Regions from separate parts of the Zea mays genome. Here region 2 is linked to region 1. Evidence: chromatin contacts called from public Hi-C data. All regions are on one chromosome and are shown on one strand. The core of a region is the stretch at or near the end of the contact, and the rest is flanking DNA. Distances in the headings are between cores, read along the strand shown. Region 1 holds the start of LOC103630483 (expansin-B4). Region 2 holds the start of LOC103630501 (protein NRT1/ PTR FAMILY 6.3).

The links. A called contact is a pair of places that touch in the nucleus more often than the background predicts.
Region 2: a Hi-C map of tassel shows a contact between it and region 1, with 2.2 times the contacts expected there. The contact joins the promoter of LOC103630501 here to the promoter of LOC103630483 in region 1. A contact is called at or near these places in 2 of 25 Hi-C or Micro-C datasets (ear and tassel).

The regions. Positions count from the first base shown.
Region 1 is chr1:1,600,565-1,607,255 of Zm-B73-REFERENCE-NAM-5.0, forward strand. It overlaps LOC103630483 (expansin-B4), which reads right to left and starts at 1,789. Exons shown (of 2, transcript XM_008651534.4): 1 at 1,511-1,789; 2 at 605-1,413. The coding sequence starts at 1,706. The coding sequence ends at 788. LOC103630490 (a long non-coding RNA gene) reads left to right here and starts at 3,260. Exons shown (of 4, transcript XR_555090.2): 1 at 3,260-3,455; 2 at 3,545-3,742; 3 at 3,975-4,148; 4 at 4,223-4,470.
Region 2 is chr1:1,800,710-1,808,482 of Zm-B73-REFERENCE-NAM-5.0, forward strand. It overlaps LOC103630501 (protein NRT1/ PTR FAMILY 6.3), which reads left to right and starts at 6,489. Exons shown (of 3, transcript XM_008651564.2): 1 at 6,489-6,906; 2 at 7,002-7,588. The coding sequence starts at 6,550.

The DNA of each region.
Region 1 (6,691 bases), core at 539-3,038:
TGATAGCTTTTCAAATGAAAAGTAGCAGTTAAATTAAGGGGTGGACTCTCCGACCATAGGGCGTAGACCGTACATGGGTGCACAGAAAAGGGACAATAGGTCCATAATGGTTAGTTTGTTGGGGGTGTGCTATAAATAGATGGAGTACGGGTGTTGGCTATTACTCTTGGCATTTGAACCATCTATTGAGCACATACAAGCCTCCAAACCTCTCTCACTCACACACATTGCTAGAGATTGCATTCTAGTGAGTTTGAGAGTGCTCTAGTGTATTGCGTCACTTTGTTGATTCTTGAGGCACTAGGAGGTTCATCAAGCAAGCATCATTGACTTGTTACTTTTGGAGGTTGTCGCCTCCTAGACGGCTCGGTGAAGGTTCCCTGTCGAGCTCTCTGACGAAGGTTATGGAGATGCATCAATGGTGATTATGAGAGTCGCGTGCTTGTCTTATCGGAGCAGTGAAAAGTGACACTAGTGGAATCAAGGTACGAGTGATTCTTTGACCTTCCGGCTCGAGAGTACCAATAATGATGTCTTATAAACAGTAGTAATTATATTTTATAAATATTTAATGTTTTTCTTGATGAAAGTTGAATACCAAGGATAATTAAGAAGGGTCGGGGAGAGTATATATTATATATATTATATATATATATATATATTATTATAATTATTACAGCACGCACCGCTGCCTGCATATCGATCTACCCGATCGAGCTGAGCCTGAGACTGCGAGGGCGACGACAAAAAGGCTGCAGCTGTAGCTGCAGGAGATGAATTGTGGGATTCACGAGGAGTACTGGACGATGGATCTGTAGAATGTGTTTGGCCTCCAGTTGAGTGGGATGACGTCGCGTGCGACGAGCGTCTTGCCGGAGTCGGTGCGGGTGCGGATGGAGAAGGGTGGCTGCAGGCGGTGGTTGGAGTCGAGGCGCCAGATGGATCCCCATGACTGGCTCATGGGCGTCCAGCGGCGGGCGCGCTTCTCCATGAGGTCGACCTGGACGACGTCGCCGTCGCCGTTCTCGTACTCGACCAGCACGGCGAAGTAGACCTGGGTGGAGCCTTCCTCGACGTGGAAGCCGACCTTGAGGCCTGGGAACTCGCAGGGTACCCTGGCGAACTGGATGTCGATGATGCCGGCGCGGCGCAGGTCGTCGTTGCGGCCGGGCTTGGCCAGCCTGCCGAAGGCGGTGCCGCTGAGGTCGAAGTGGTAGGGCGCGACGCCCGGGGTGTAGTTCATGTCGGTGATGACGACGGTCTCGGTGCGGCCGGAGCAGGCGGCGTGCTTGGAGCACCTGATCTTGTAGCAGGAGCCGCATCCCTTGCCGTCGCGGTAGAGCGGCTGGTTGCCGCAGGAGGTCATGGCCATGAACGGGTACTGGTTGACGTTCTTGAACCCGCAAGCGCCGCCTGCATGCAGCAGCACCGATGAACATCGTTCATGCGGCGGCGGCAGCAAGCATATACTAGCTACGTACGTACTGATTATATATTATTGCATACGTACCGTTGTCGTAGGGCCCGGCACCGTTGGGCTGGCCGTACCATGTGGCCCTGGCGTTGCCCCACTGCAGCTGCCTGGCGGCGGCATCGCTGGTGTTGTAGTTGTTCACGCCGCCGCTGGCGAAGGAGCAACAGGCGGCCAGCAGGAGGAAGACGGCCCGAGGAAGCAGGTAGAGCGAGAGGAGGGACCCCATCCCCATTGATGATGGCCACCGCCGCCGCCGCTGCTCTGCTCCAACAATGTACTAGCTACCCGGCCGGCTCTTTCTACCGAAGGAAGGAACGCAAGGACGGTATATATATATGCCTGTCTTTTTTCCTATACTATGCGGCGGCAGTGTTTGTTTTTGCCCGCAGCTGAGAGTGACCGAGAGAGAGAGAGATAGAGATCTCGTCTCGTGCATGCATATGCTCATTGCTACGCTTGCCTGCCATGCATGCATCCACGCACATGGGCCATGGCTACCCCATCATCGCATCGCATGCATGGCAGCATGGGCATAACTTGCTTTATAATTTCCTGCCATGGAAGTGGAACACACGGCTAAAACCACTTTTAACTTATTATTTATTTATTACAAGAGACAAGCACGAAATAGAGTTCAAGTACAGCCTGGTCCGAGAATAATCAAGACGAAACCACAAATTACAGCATGTTTTGAATCATTCACTTTGTATTTTATTATGATCCTCACTCGTCTTATCACAACATGTTTTGAACCAGTTCACAAATATATAACACCGTTGATTTTTTTCGAAAATTGTGACCATTCGTCTTATTCAAAATATTTATTTAAAAATGTAAAATTTTAACTTAAATACAAACTACCTTAAGTAATAAAATAAATTTTAAAAAAATAAATAATAACTTATTATTTTTTAATAAGACGAGTGATCAAAGTTTTTTAAAATAATCAATTGTGTCATACGTTCATAATATTTATGAACGGAGGAGTGAGTACTATTTTTACTTAACATATACTTGAAAATGTCACTTCAATCACTTATTTGATGCGAGTTAAGCTGGCATGAATAAAAAAAACAACCTGTTGCATTTGTATGGGAAATGCAAATAGCTAGCCTCCAAGAATGGTATTCACACATAATCCATAGCGTAGCAGCTAGCGGCGGTAGGAGAAGAAAGTGACATTTTCAATGTGATGATATATATATGATTCAAGTGACATTTTCAAAGGATATGGTCGTCGATAATAAGCAAATGCCATACGTATATATGGTATAGGTAATATTATTAATTAACGCACATGCATGCATGCATGGTCTCAGATGCAGATGCAGGAGGGTAACATGCAATGCATCAGACATGAGTCCTCCTAGACGCATAGATCGAACGAGACACGACATAAACAACACCAATTAAACTAAAGATCCCATCTACTATGCTATATTCCTATAAAGCACCGTTTTTTCTTGTTTTCACCATCGTGGTTGTTTTGCAAAAAAATGTCCTCATATTTCTTTCTAATATAACCCGTGGATAAAAAAAAACATATATGTCGTGCACGAAACGTCTAAGTCTGTTGCTCTTCCTCACTTCTCGCCTACCATTGGGTCGTTACCTATGGGCCATAAAAAATCACTAAACCCTAACACGACATGAAACCACACGCAACACAACGCTACCATATGTAACTTTAGATGATGTCGCTGCTTCTTCATATTATATGTTCAAATTTAAAATAGAAACTAATACTTTTTCTTAATCACTTGAACATGTCTTGTAAGGTTTTGGAGAATGCAGGGGGTCACGTCCGCCACCCCAATGGCATCCTCGACCTTCTATGCAGGGAACACATTCCTGGACTTGTTGAGTACGCCGGAGTGACGGGCCGGCCCTATTCCTTCGACCACTACGCCACCGCCCCAATGTAGTGGATCGGGATGACAGTCAATTCAACAAGGCAGAGCGAGTGAAGCAAGTGTCGTGGGTAAGTCTTCCTCGTATTATATTGTTTAATATGTCTCATTTGTTGCACATTCTTGAAATAATATATAGATACATCGTCTTTATATGCAGGATTTCTTAAGATGCGAGGCTAGATACTAGCCCAGGGCGGATGTGGTGGCTACCACGAGCTGTAAGAAGCTCGTCGTGGACATGCACTATGAGACGCGCATCTAGACCATAATCACTTGCCACGACTCTGTCCTTGGGGAGAAGGTGGGCAAGAAGGACGCCAGGACCATATCATTGATTCCGGATCAGTACTTGCAGGTAGGGTGGTAATGGATCATGATCCAAATATTTCTTCACAAATTGCTAGGGTCCTAAATTATTTTTAGTTAAAAATGAATAGAAATAGGACCCGATTCGATCCTTACATTTTATAGTGTAAAATTTAGAGCCCATTGTCACCCCTACTTGTAGGTAAATATAGAACATTAATATTGATATTAGATATGCTTAATTTTTATCTTCTGATATGTTGTGTACTTGTTTTTTGTAGATGATTCCTTATTGGTGCGTCGCACATCCTTAGTGCTAGGAGCAAATGGTGCAAAGGTGGTGCTCGACCGAGTGGGACAAAGCTCACAACGGTAGCTAGGAACGTCATTTGATGATGCAAGGTTTCTCCCACGACCAAGGCTGTCGCAGCCTCGGCAAATACGCAGAAGTATGGGTACGTGCTCTCTTTAGTTTAGTATAACTTTCTATTAGGCATGATTTCTAACCTTCTTGTTGGTTTTCTCGCAGTCACTGTCACATGGTGGTCAGCCTTGCTCCATCTTCTTGGCGTATGCTATGACCCACAAGGGCAAGACGACGTTCGATGTCACCTACAGCCTGGAGGATGGGCCCGAGGCATATAGCAACCCCGTCATCCACAACCGCCTTAGTGAGTACACTGTCATGGCAAAGGAGGTCCATGAGCCAGATTACGATCCGAGGATCGAGGACATCGACAGAGATGTCCTCATGAGGGTCGGAGGAGGCAAGATGCATGGGCGGTACTAGATTGCCGACGTGGCAATCGACTCGTCCTCCACTCCACTCTATCTCAGGTGCGAACAAGGAGCACGAGCGCGAGCCCAGCCATACGACCTCGGTAGGACAACTCACATCATCACATCCAGGACTCCAGGTTAGTACTTTGATGCCTCATCATTAATTGAGTTATATACCTTCTCTTTGAATTATTATAACATTGGAGTGAAATATTACATGCCCAGTTAGAATAAGAGAGGTGGGAATGGATGGAGATGGAGGCGAGGATGAGGGCAGAGCGGGAGGCGGAGCGGGCGGCTCGCTTGGCGGATCAGCAAAGGATGGCGAAGATGTTCCAGTAGATGTAGAGCCTTGGCGCCGCACAGGGTTTTGCTCCACCACCTCCGTAGTTCCCTCTAACTGACCCTGCTCTATTCCATACTCTTATGAGTATTAAAATTTTAGTCCTGCATGATGTATATTCATCTGGTCTCACAAATGCAATCTCTTCTTTGTGCAGGGATAATCGTCGGCATCAAACAACCCTCATGGATCGCCCAGCCCATCGCTGAACCAGTCCAGCCGCCCACCTCACTAATTTTCTTATGTTTGTGAAACTTGGACTGAACTTGTTATGGTTTCTAGAACCGGGGGACAATAAGATTTGTGTTCGGCAGGGGTGTTAGCGCGGACTACTCCGAATGGTGAGCCACGAGGGGCTCAAGGGTGGATCTGAGGTGGGTTGGTTATATTGGTTCAGGCCAGAGCCCTAGTCCAGTGTAGTGCTGATCGTAGTATTGCTTGGAGCGTGTTACAATTGGGTGCTTGTGTGAAGTTGTAGTGATATGGGATGATGGGGGTTGTCTTGCTCTTTTATAGCCCAAGGGTAGATGTTACAATGAGGACTAGTATTCTACTGGGATGGAGTTTGGCCTCCTGCTTTTAGGCATCGTAGCCCTTGTGGTCTTGTCTGTTGGGTCATGCTTCTAGACCTTGTAGCCCCTATGGAGTCGTCTGCCGAGGCATACGCCGTCGTACCTTTGGCATGGCGTCGCGTCTTGTCCGCCTTCCTGTAGCTACTCCGATTTAGACATGGCAGTGCTTGGTGGGTTGTATTGAGTCAACTCTAGGTGTGATTTAGGGATGTCTTCAGTACACTTCATCTTCCGTCATCCCCTAGCGTCATCTTTCATCATGCGTAGACGCACACTTAGTATGGCGTATTTCCCTATCCCCTCTGGTGTATGGGGTCACTGTAAGGACCCTGATGTTGAGGATTCTACGGTCGGGGTCGTCCGGTCCCTCTGGTAAGTAGGGATACATATTGTAACACCCTGAATTTTGGGGGTATAAAATTTCTTTCTTATGATCATTCAAATTCAGGTGTTACTCTTCTCTATCTCACTTTAGTTTTCCTCTCTCTCTAGTTTTCTCTCTCTCTTTTAATTAGAGTTAGTTGTACTAGTGAGGGATTATTTATTTTATTTTGCCCAAAACATATGAGTCATGGAATGTTGCATCATATTGAGCCTAAATATTCTTTGAATTGTTGCACATATTTGATTTGGTTTGAATTTGAAACTTGATTTGAATTTGAATTGAAAACCATAGAGAAAATAAATAGAAAAGGCAATAGAAATTCCAGGAAAATAGGAAAAGCTAATTCGGCCCAAGGCAGCCCATTAAGCCCAGCCCGCGCGCGCCCGTGCCCACGCGTCCCTGTGCCTGACAGGCGGACCCCACCTGTCGGCGCAAACCCGAGCGCCCTCTCTCCCTCGCTCTCTCGCTGCTCCGTGGGACCGACCTGTCGGCGCCGTTGCTCTCGCCCACGCCCGCTTTCCCTCTCTCTGCCCCACCGACCCCACCTGTCAGCGCGTCCCTAACCTCTCGCCCACGATCTCCCCGCCGTGGACGCGCCCACGACCGCGCGTTCTCCAGCCACGACTGAGCCCCCGCGCCCCTTTTGAACCCCGAGCCCTGCTCGCCCACCTCCCCTCTTCCATTTGCGCCCTCTGCCCAGCTCTCCCGCCCTCTCTCTCGCTCTGCCCACGCGAACCGAGAACCTCCGCCACCGCCCGCTGACGTCCACCGCCTGTTCCATGGCCACTGTTGTGCCCATGCCCCGTCCAGTGCCACGGTAAGCTTCGCCTTGCCGTCAGCTACTCAGAACACCCTTCGGTGTGCCCTCCCCCTCTCTGGTCTGTCCGGTCCGCGCTCACCGGAGTGGTTCTTGTGCAG
Region 2 (7,773 bases), core at 5,239-7,738, 200 kb after region 1:
TAAAAGATATGATTTTCTAAAGTCTTAGGTGATTAAATAGTAAAACTATATTCTATATAAATCATGTGAGAAAAAATATAACAACGAATTAACTAATCCAATTTTAATCTAAGTTATAGATTATACCTTAGTCAGCTTATAATTATGGACATATTAACTGTGATTAGCAAGATTAATGTACTAAACACAGATTAAATAAACATCTAATTATAAAAGTATGTGATATGTTACAAATAACGTTGTTAGTGTATAGGCAATTTCTAAGTTTCTAGGTTATTTAGGACTATTTTATACATAAAATCACCTTCCAGGGGCTTAAATGCAAAGGCCAGAGACTTAATTGTTATTTTTTGAACTTGATGGATGGTGGGTTATATTATCTAGTTTTCTTGGGTCAAATCAGGAAAATGTCGCGGCAGAAGGGGTATGAGTCTATCCTAGCGTGCGATCTTGATCCGGTGACCCGAATTATATCAAGCTTCAGCCGAAACGGTACGCACACAGATCCATTGGATCGCAATCCAACGACTGAGGTGGATCCACCCCGAATCGGTACTCGAGTCTAACCCACACCCTCAATCCAGAATTCGATGGTCAGTGATGATCTTCTATGTCCCGATACCTATCTAAGATAGTGCCACAGTGCACCGATCTCACGGTGGCGCCATGACCAGCGCAACGGCCGAATCGTTCTGATGCTTCGCCTACCAAGATGTGGAGTGCTACGTGATGCGGGAATGAAAGCGAGTCGCTCGGTGAGGTTCTTACCCAGGGTGGCGATGCAGAAACTCGTGTCCACGTGAGCCTCAGTTCCGCACCGACGGTGCTCCTCTAGCGAGGAATTCTTTTCCCCAAGGCGATTGCATCCTCCATTCAAGGCTATGTATACTTCCATTCAATGACAGGACGGGACGGGATGGGACGATCCCTTAAATAAAGTTGTTTGTTTCATAATCGAGAGTTGGGATATTACTATCTCAGTGTTGTCTCTCAAAATTAGAGGGACGAGAGAGGACGTGAGGAAACGCCTCTGTCCTGGCTATCCCGCAACGAAATGACCCTGAGGTAGTGGGACGACTGTAGCGGGCTAGCGGCTCCCTCACGCTCAATTTCTCTCTGCTCGATGATATTGTCCATGGCGTTAGCGCACGGGTATGGCAAGGACAGTCGTGGCCCTGGGTTTTATACCCACGTAGTACCCTCCCGGCTCAAAATTCGGTTGGATTCGAAGGAGAAGATCCTAACTAACCTCCATGGTGGTCGGCGATTTGGTTTGAGTGATCACGAGAGGGGAGAGGTTTCTGTCACCCGGGGCCACATGTTGGCGCAATTCCGGCGGGTGAAGCACGGGCGCTCGCGAAGTCTCTAGCCAATCGGACCCACCGGATAGTGGCAAGGTGCTAGCGGGCGCGAGCTAGGCTGAGAAAAAAACGGGGCGAAGCTGGGCCAGCGCGGGAGTGGGCTTTGCGGGCGCGTGGAGCTGGGCCGCCAGGTGAGCTTTCTTCTGCTTCTCTTTTTGTTTTCTTATTTCTTTTGTCTTCTTTCACTTCGAATAAAAATCAAATCTGTTTTGGTTTTCAAACTTAAGTTTAAATTCACAATTCAAAGAACCAGCATGAAATGCCACCCAAATTTTTATATGAGTTACTTTATTCACCTATTTAGGCTAACATTTCCAATATGCATCACACACATTATTATTTCGGATTTGTGATGAAAGTTAAAAGTCAATCAAAATTGAATATTAATTAAATATTTACTTTATGAAAAGTAATGTTTAATATAAAGAATTTTATGGATTCTTTATAATCATGTGATTTATGGAAAGAATAATCCATTTTAGTAGATAAATTGAAAGCCTTTCTATTTGTTTATTTTTAAGAGAATAGTTTTGACAAGAAAGAAAATCCTTATTAAAGGTCGTTTAGACTCACATTTTTTCTTTGGAGAAGGTTTCATAAATACCTGAATAAAATTTTGAGGTGTTACAAATTATACCCTCATTAAAAAATCATCCTCGAGATTAGTAAGAAAGGGATGCAGAACATTCTGTGTGTAGTTTTAACTTTTTAGTTTCCATTTAGTTTTAATGTTTCCAAAAGTTTCTTTTCATTAGCAAGTGAGGTTAGAAACACATGGGTATTTTATGTTTTTAGCTAATAAGTAAGATTAGAGCAGATTTAGGACAAGAGAAGGTTTGGGCAAGGAAAACTTCTATCCCGGATGGTGGATTTTCTATCTTATCTAGAGATCTTGTATGGCTTATGTCTTAATTTATCCCTTCTCAAGTGTCGGTGTCTCCATCCGAATTAGGGACCTTCGGTCTTGGTGTTTTCTCCGATTTTGGTGTTTATCATCAGAGTTAGGGATATATAGTTAAGATAGATGCTGGTAGGACAGACTACATGATGTAGGTAGGTAGGTTAGAATCTAGTTTTATGTTAGCTGGGGATAGATAGATTATACAACCCACTATCCAGTTTAGGTTTGTTGTCCATGGTCGAGTTAGTCAAGGCACTAATTCAGGTTAAAACATGTTTATAGGAGTAGGGTCTTATCTATTCACCAGCATTAACTAACCTATTAAGTAATTCATATTAGGTTAGATCATAATAGATTGGATGAGATCTAGATTAGATTGGTATGACTAGATTAGACTAGATATGATCTAATTAATTTGGATTAGATCATGGTTGTTACACTAGGGTGGGATAAGTATGCTTATTAGGATAAGATGAATCTATTAGTATAAGGTAGAATCTTTTGAGATGAGATGAATCTATTGAGCTAGATATATTTTAATGGGGATAATGTAAGTTGTCTAGTTATCTTATGAACATATTTTTTATGCCTAGATATATATGCAGATATAATTGTGGACATTACTCCATGACTCATCCCACTCAATCAAAGAACCAAATCAAATGGGCATCATAAGGACAAATATTCAAGTGCATAGATACCTATAGAAATAGTTTTCTCTCCTAGTATTAGGTGTCATATTACTAAGGATCACTTTAGGTTCAAAATTCCAAGGTGTGAAATCCTCTTTTGTTTTTAGAAGTGAAAGGTAAGAATAATCAGAGTAAAGCAGTAATAGATGAGAAAAGATTAAGAAGAGTTTGGAAAGAAACATAGTAGCAAAGGTAAGTAGGCAAGTGTTTGTCTAGGTCTATCGATAAAAGGTGTTAGCAACGGACGGTTGGTCGCTAAAAAGATGTCAGTCGCTAAAGCCTTTAGCGACGGCACTTACAGCGACCATCCTTATGGGTCGCTAAAGGTTTTTAGCGACTAACCATAGGTCGCTGAAGGCACTTTTAGCAACCAACCGTAGGTCGTTATAAATGAACCATCGTGTAGTGATCTAGGTTACATCATACAGTCAATATTGCTCTAATATCACTTCTGTCACACCTAGATTTAAGGGCAAACCCGGGCGCACTCAAATGTGTGCTAGGATCAAGTCTCACATATATGATGACTCATGATACAAGAATCAATGTCACATCTTTATTATATACTAGAAATTATGTATAAAATAACTAAATAAAATACACCATATGGCGACAACAATCCTCCACCATCATAGTTTACTCGGAGACGACGGCCTAGACCTCTCCGAACTCATCGGCAAAGAAACTTGCAAAGGGGCCCACTGGTGCTCCCTTTGCCGAGTGCCAGGCAGGCAGCCACTCAGCAAAGAAGCTCACTTTGCCGAGTGCCAGTTTGCGGCTCTCGATACAAAGGCTGTCGTGGGGGCCCACTGGAGCTTTCTTTGCCGAGTGCAATGCCAGTCATCACTCGTAAAAGGCTCCCTCTTTACCGAGTGTGAGTGAGTACGCTCGATAAAGTCTCCATCACCGTCACTTGTCACGACGACTTTTCTTTATGAAGCACCAGGTGACACTCGACAAAAACTGCTCGGTAAAAAGCACTCGGCAAAGAAGTCGATGTAGAGTTCACCGAGTCCTCCTCTTTGCCAAGCGTCACACTCGACAAAGAGTTTGTCGAGTGTTTTCTGGGCTCAGACTGTTCCAGTAGTGGAACCATGCTGATTTAATAGTGTTGCCATGTTTAGGTTATCCACATGAATCTTTAGAGGTGCTCAACCCAGAGATTTAAGACATCAAATAGATATACAATAAAAATATAATCAATAAAGAATTAGTAATAGTTATTCAGTATCATAAACATTATTATTATATTATATAAATTTGGTTATCCTTAAAATATTTTGATTTTGTAGAAACATTAGAATGGTCTATAATTTGGAATGAAGTACACATAGCAACTAACGGATTATTATTAATAGGTTGTGGTGTACTTAGCTAAATGTATGCTAGCTCCAGCCAGCTGGTACCTCCACAGCCGGAAAAGACAAATGTAAGGTATATGTCATATATACTTACTCATACGTTATCTGAAATCAATGCAAATGACAACCAAAATGCTTCTCTGTTTAAAATTACATGACGTTTTGATATTTATGGATACATTGTTTTAAATATATAGACATATATAGTGTATATTAAGTGCATAGTAAAATTAATTATCTAAAAAGGTTAAAAAGTCTTATCATCTAGAATGGAGGAAATATCTATTATAAAAAATGGAGAGTTTTCGTCGTCCAAATAACTTATACCCCTTTCATAGTGTATGGCCAAAGAAAAAATCCTAAGCTATTCTAATTGTCTTTTAACTCCAAATCAATGCTTAGAAATAGTATATCCTAAACCTTGTTATCCATCCTTTCAAAACCAAAAGGACTTACATACTTAGGTGCACAAAAACTATTGATTGCCCGAAAAGTCGTTATCATTGTGACCAATATCAAATAAACTAACTCTGCAAAGTACATGTTAGTCACTTATGCCTTTATTAATCACCAGTGAGGGCTTAGATGCTTTTAATGCTAGATTTCCAATCGGTACTATGCAATCAGGACAAAAGCCTTGTACTTTTAGTCGCAATTGTCTGGCCCGGTACAAGCACGCACGTGTCTCAAGTCACAAATTTTGCATGAATATGCACGCATGCGATGTTAGGATTCAAATCCAAAACTTGCGGCTCCGTGAGTTCCCTTCTACCACTCTGGTTATATAGCTATTTATTACTACAAAGGAGATGTTTTCGTTTTATTTTAACTCTCGACGAACTTCATTAGTACCAATTAGTGACAAAACTAAAGGGTATCCTTTAATACCTAATTTTGCGAGCAACCGAAACTACGGTGGATTCTTTAGTATCAATTTTTAATACCAACTAGTATTAATAAGCTTTTGGGATCATATCCATTATCAACCGACCTTATAGATCTCGTTTTGATATGGGCTACAATTTAACCGGAATTAATGTCATGGGCCTGATGCCCTTGTAGTAGCGTAGTAAAATGCAATGTATAAGAGCATCTCCAACAATGAATTAAATCGATGCTTTTAAATTGAAATAGTTTATTTTTAAACTAAATCGTGATAAATAAAAAATAATAGATGAACTAATAGCCGGTGTGTCGTGTCGTAGCTAAATGGCAAGATTAGGTTCTTCACAATACGTAGTAAAAACTATTACAATAGTGCCTCTTTTCATAAAATTTGGTCAAAAAATTATATGACACCCTCTCAAGTGCTTCAAATATATTACACCGTATTGTGATGCCCTATAATATAGATTTCAGGCTTTATTGTAGAGCGGGATGTTTTGTTAGCGCCCTAAATTTGATAAAATATACTTTTTAAAAAAATATAAGGCATTTTTATAGACCATGTTGTTGTAGATGCTCTTAATACTACATCCGTTCTTAAATATTTGTTCTTCGTTAGTTTATTTTTAAACTAAAATATTTGTTGCTCATTAGTTTATTTTTAAACTAAATCGTGATAAATAAAAAATAATAGATGAACTAATAGCCGGTGTGTCGTGTCGTAGCTAAATGGCAAGATTAGGTTCTTCCCAATCCATTGGACTGATCGCACGCCGGCCCATTGGATTTTACGTTCATCGACTTAATTTGCTGGCAGTGAGCTCAGTTGTTAGCTCCATCGTTGAAGCGACCTAGTTTTTAAAAATCTAGTTTCTTTCTCTAATTTCTTGAAACTGATCAACTTAATTTCTATAAACTAATTTTAGCTAGCAGAGACTAGTTTATTAGGACATGTTTAGAAGCACCTAGTTTTTAATAAACTGGCTTATGAATTTAGTATAGAAATTGAGCTGATTTCAAACATACCAATTTACACGTCAGTTTATAGAAATTAGATTCTCTGTTTCTTAAAATCAAAGAAGCTACCTTCTCCTAGCTAAAATATAAAAACTAGTCTTTTTAAAAAACTAGCTTGCTTCCAAACAAGATCTTAGTTTATAAGAAACTAAAACATAAACTAAAATGTTTGGAAGCACCTCAGTAACCTGTTTCTTAAAAACTTAGGGTTTCCAAAGAGGTCCTTAGCTTAGCTTGTTGACAGCGGCCTCCCTGTATATAATATAAGAACGAACAGTGGAGGGAGGCTGTGCTGCTGCCTGCTACTTCATCCTCTCTTCTCCACGCGAGAGATGTCTGATGTGGCGGCGCTTCCTGAGACCGTGGCGGAGGGTAAGATGACGACGACTATGAACGACGCGTGGGACTACAAGGGCCGTCCTGCCGTCCGCGCCTCCTCCGGCGGCTGGTCGTCCGCCGCCATGATCCTGGTGGTGGAGCTGAACGAGCGGCTGACGACGCTGGGCGTGGGCGTGAACCTGGTGACGTACCTGATCGGCACCATGCACCTCGGCGGCGCCGCCTCTGCCAACGCTGTGACCAACTTCCTCGGCGCCTCCTTCATGCTATGCCTCCTCGGTGGCTTCGTGGCCGACACCTACCTCGGGAGATACCTCACCATCGCCATCTTCACCGCAGTCCAAGCGGCGGTAAGAAGAACGTATTAGTATTATATTATCTGGTGGAGTGGTGGCCATCATGCATCTCCTCGGGCGGTCGGTGACGGTGACTTTGTACACTGCAGGGCATGTGCGTCCTGACCGTGTCGACGGCGGCTCCAGGGCTACGGCCGCCTGCGTGCGCGGACCCCACTGGCCCCAGCAGGAGGAGCAGCTGCGTGGAGCCCAGCGGTACGCAGCTGGGCGTGCTGTACCTGGGGCTGTACCTGACGGCGCTGGGCACCGGCGGCCTCAAGTCCAGCGTGTCCGGGTTCGGCTCCGACCAGTTCGACGAGTCGGACGACGGCGAGCGGCGGAGCATGGCGCGCTTCTTCGGCTGGTTCTTCTTCTTCATCAGCATCGGGTCGCTGCTGGCGGTGACGGTGCTGGTGTACGTGCAGGACCATCTGGGGCGGCGGTGGGGCTACGGCGCCTGCGTCGCGGCCATCCTTGCGGGCCTGCTGCTCTTCGTGACGGGCACCAGCAGGTACCGGTTCAAGAAGCTGGTGGGATCCCCGCTGACGCAGATCGCCGCTGTGACGGCGGCCGCGTGGAGGAAGCGCGCGCTGCCGCTGCCGCCGGACCCGGACATGCTGTACGACGTCCAAGACGCGGTGGCCGCCGGAGAGGACGTCAAGGGAAAGCAAAAGATGCCGCGCACAAAGCAATGCAGGTACGTACGTAGCTAGCTAGTAATTAATTAATTAGATGATAGATAAGTATGCATCGTGCGCACCGTACGTTTGTGTCTTGTGTGTTGTTGTACTTGTACGTAGCTAGCTAGTAGTTAATTAAGATGTTTGTACTCTGATTTGGAGTTATTCAGAACAAAAGCAAGTGCAGCATTTGCTTTGGTTT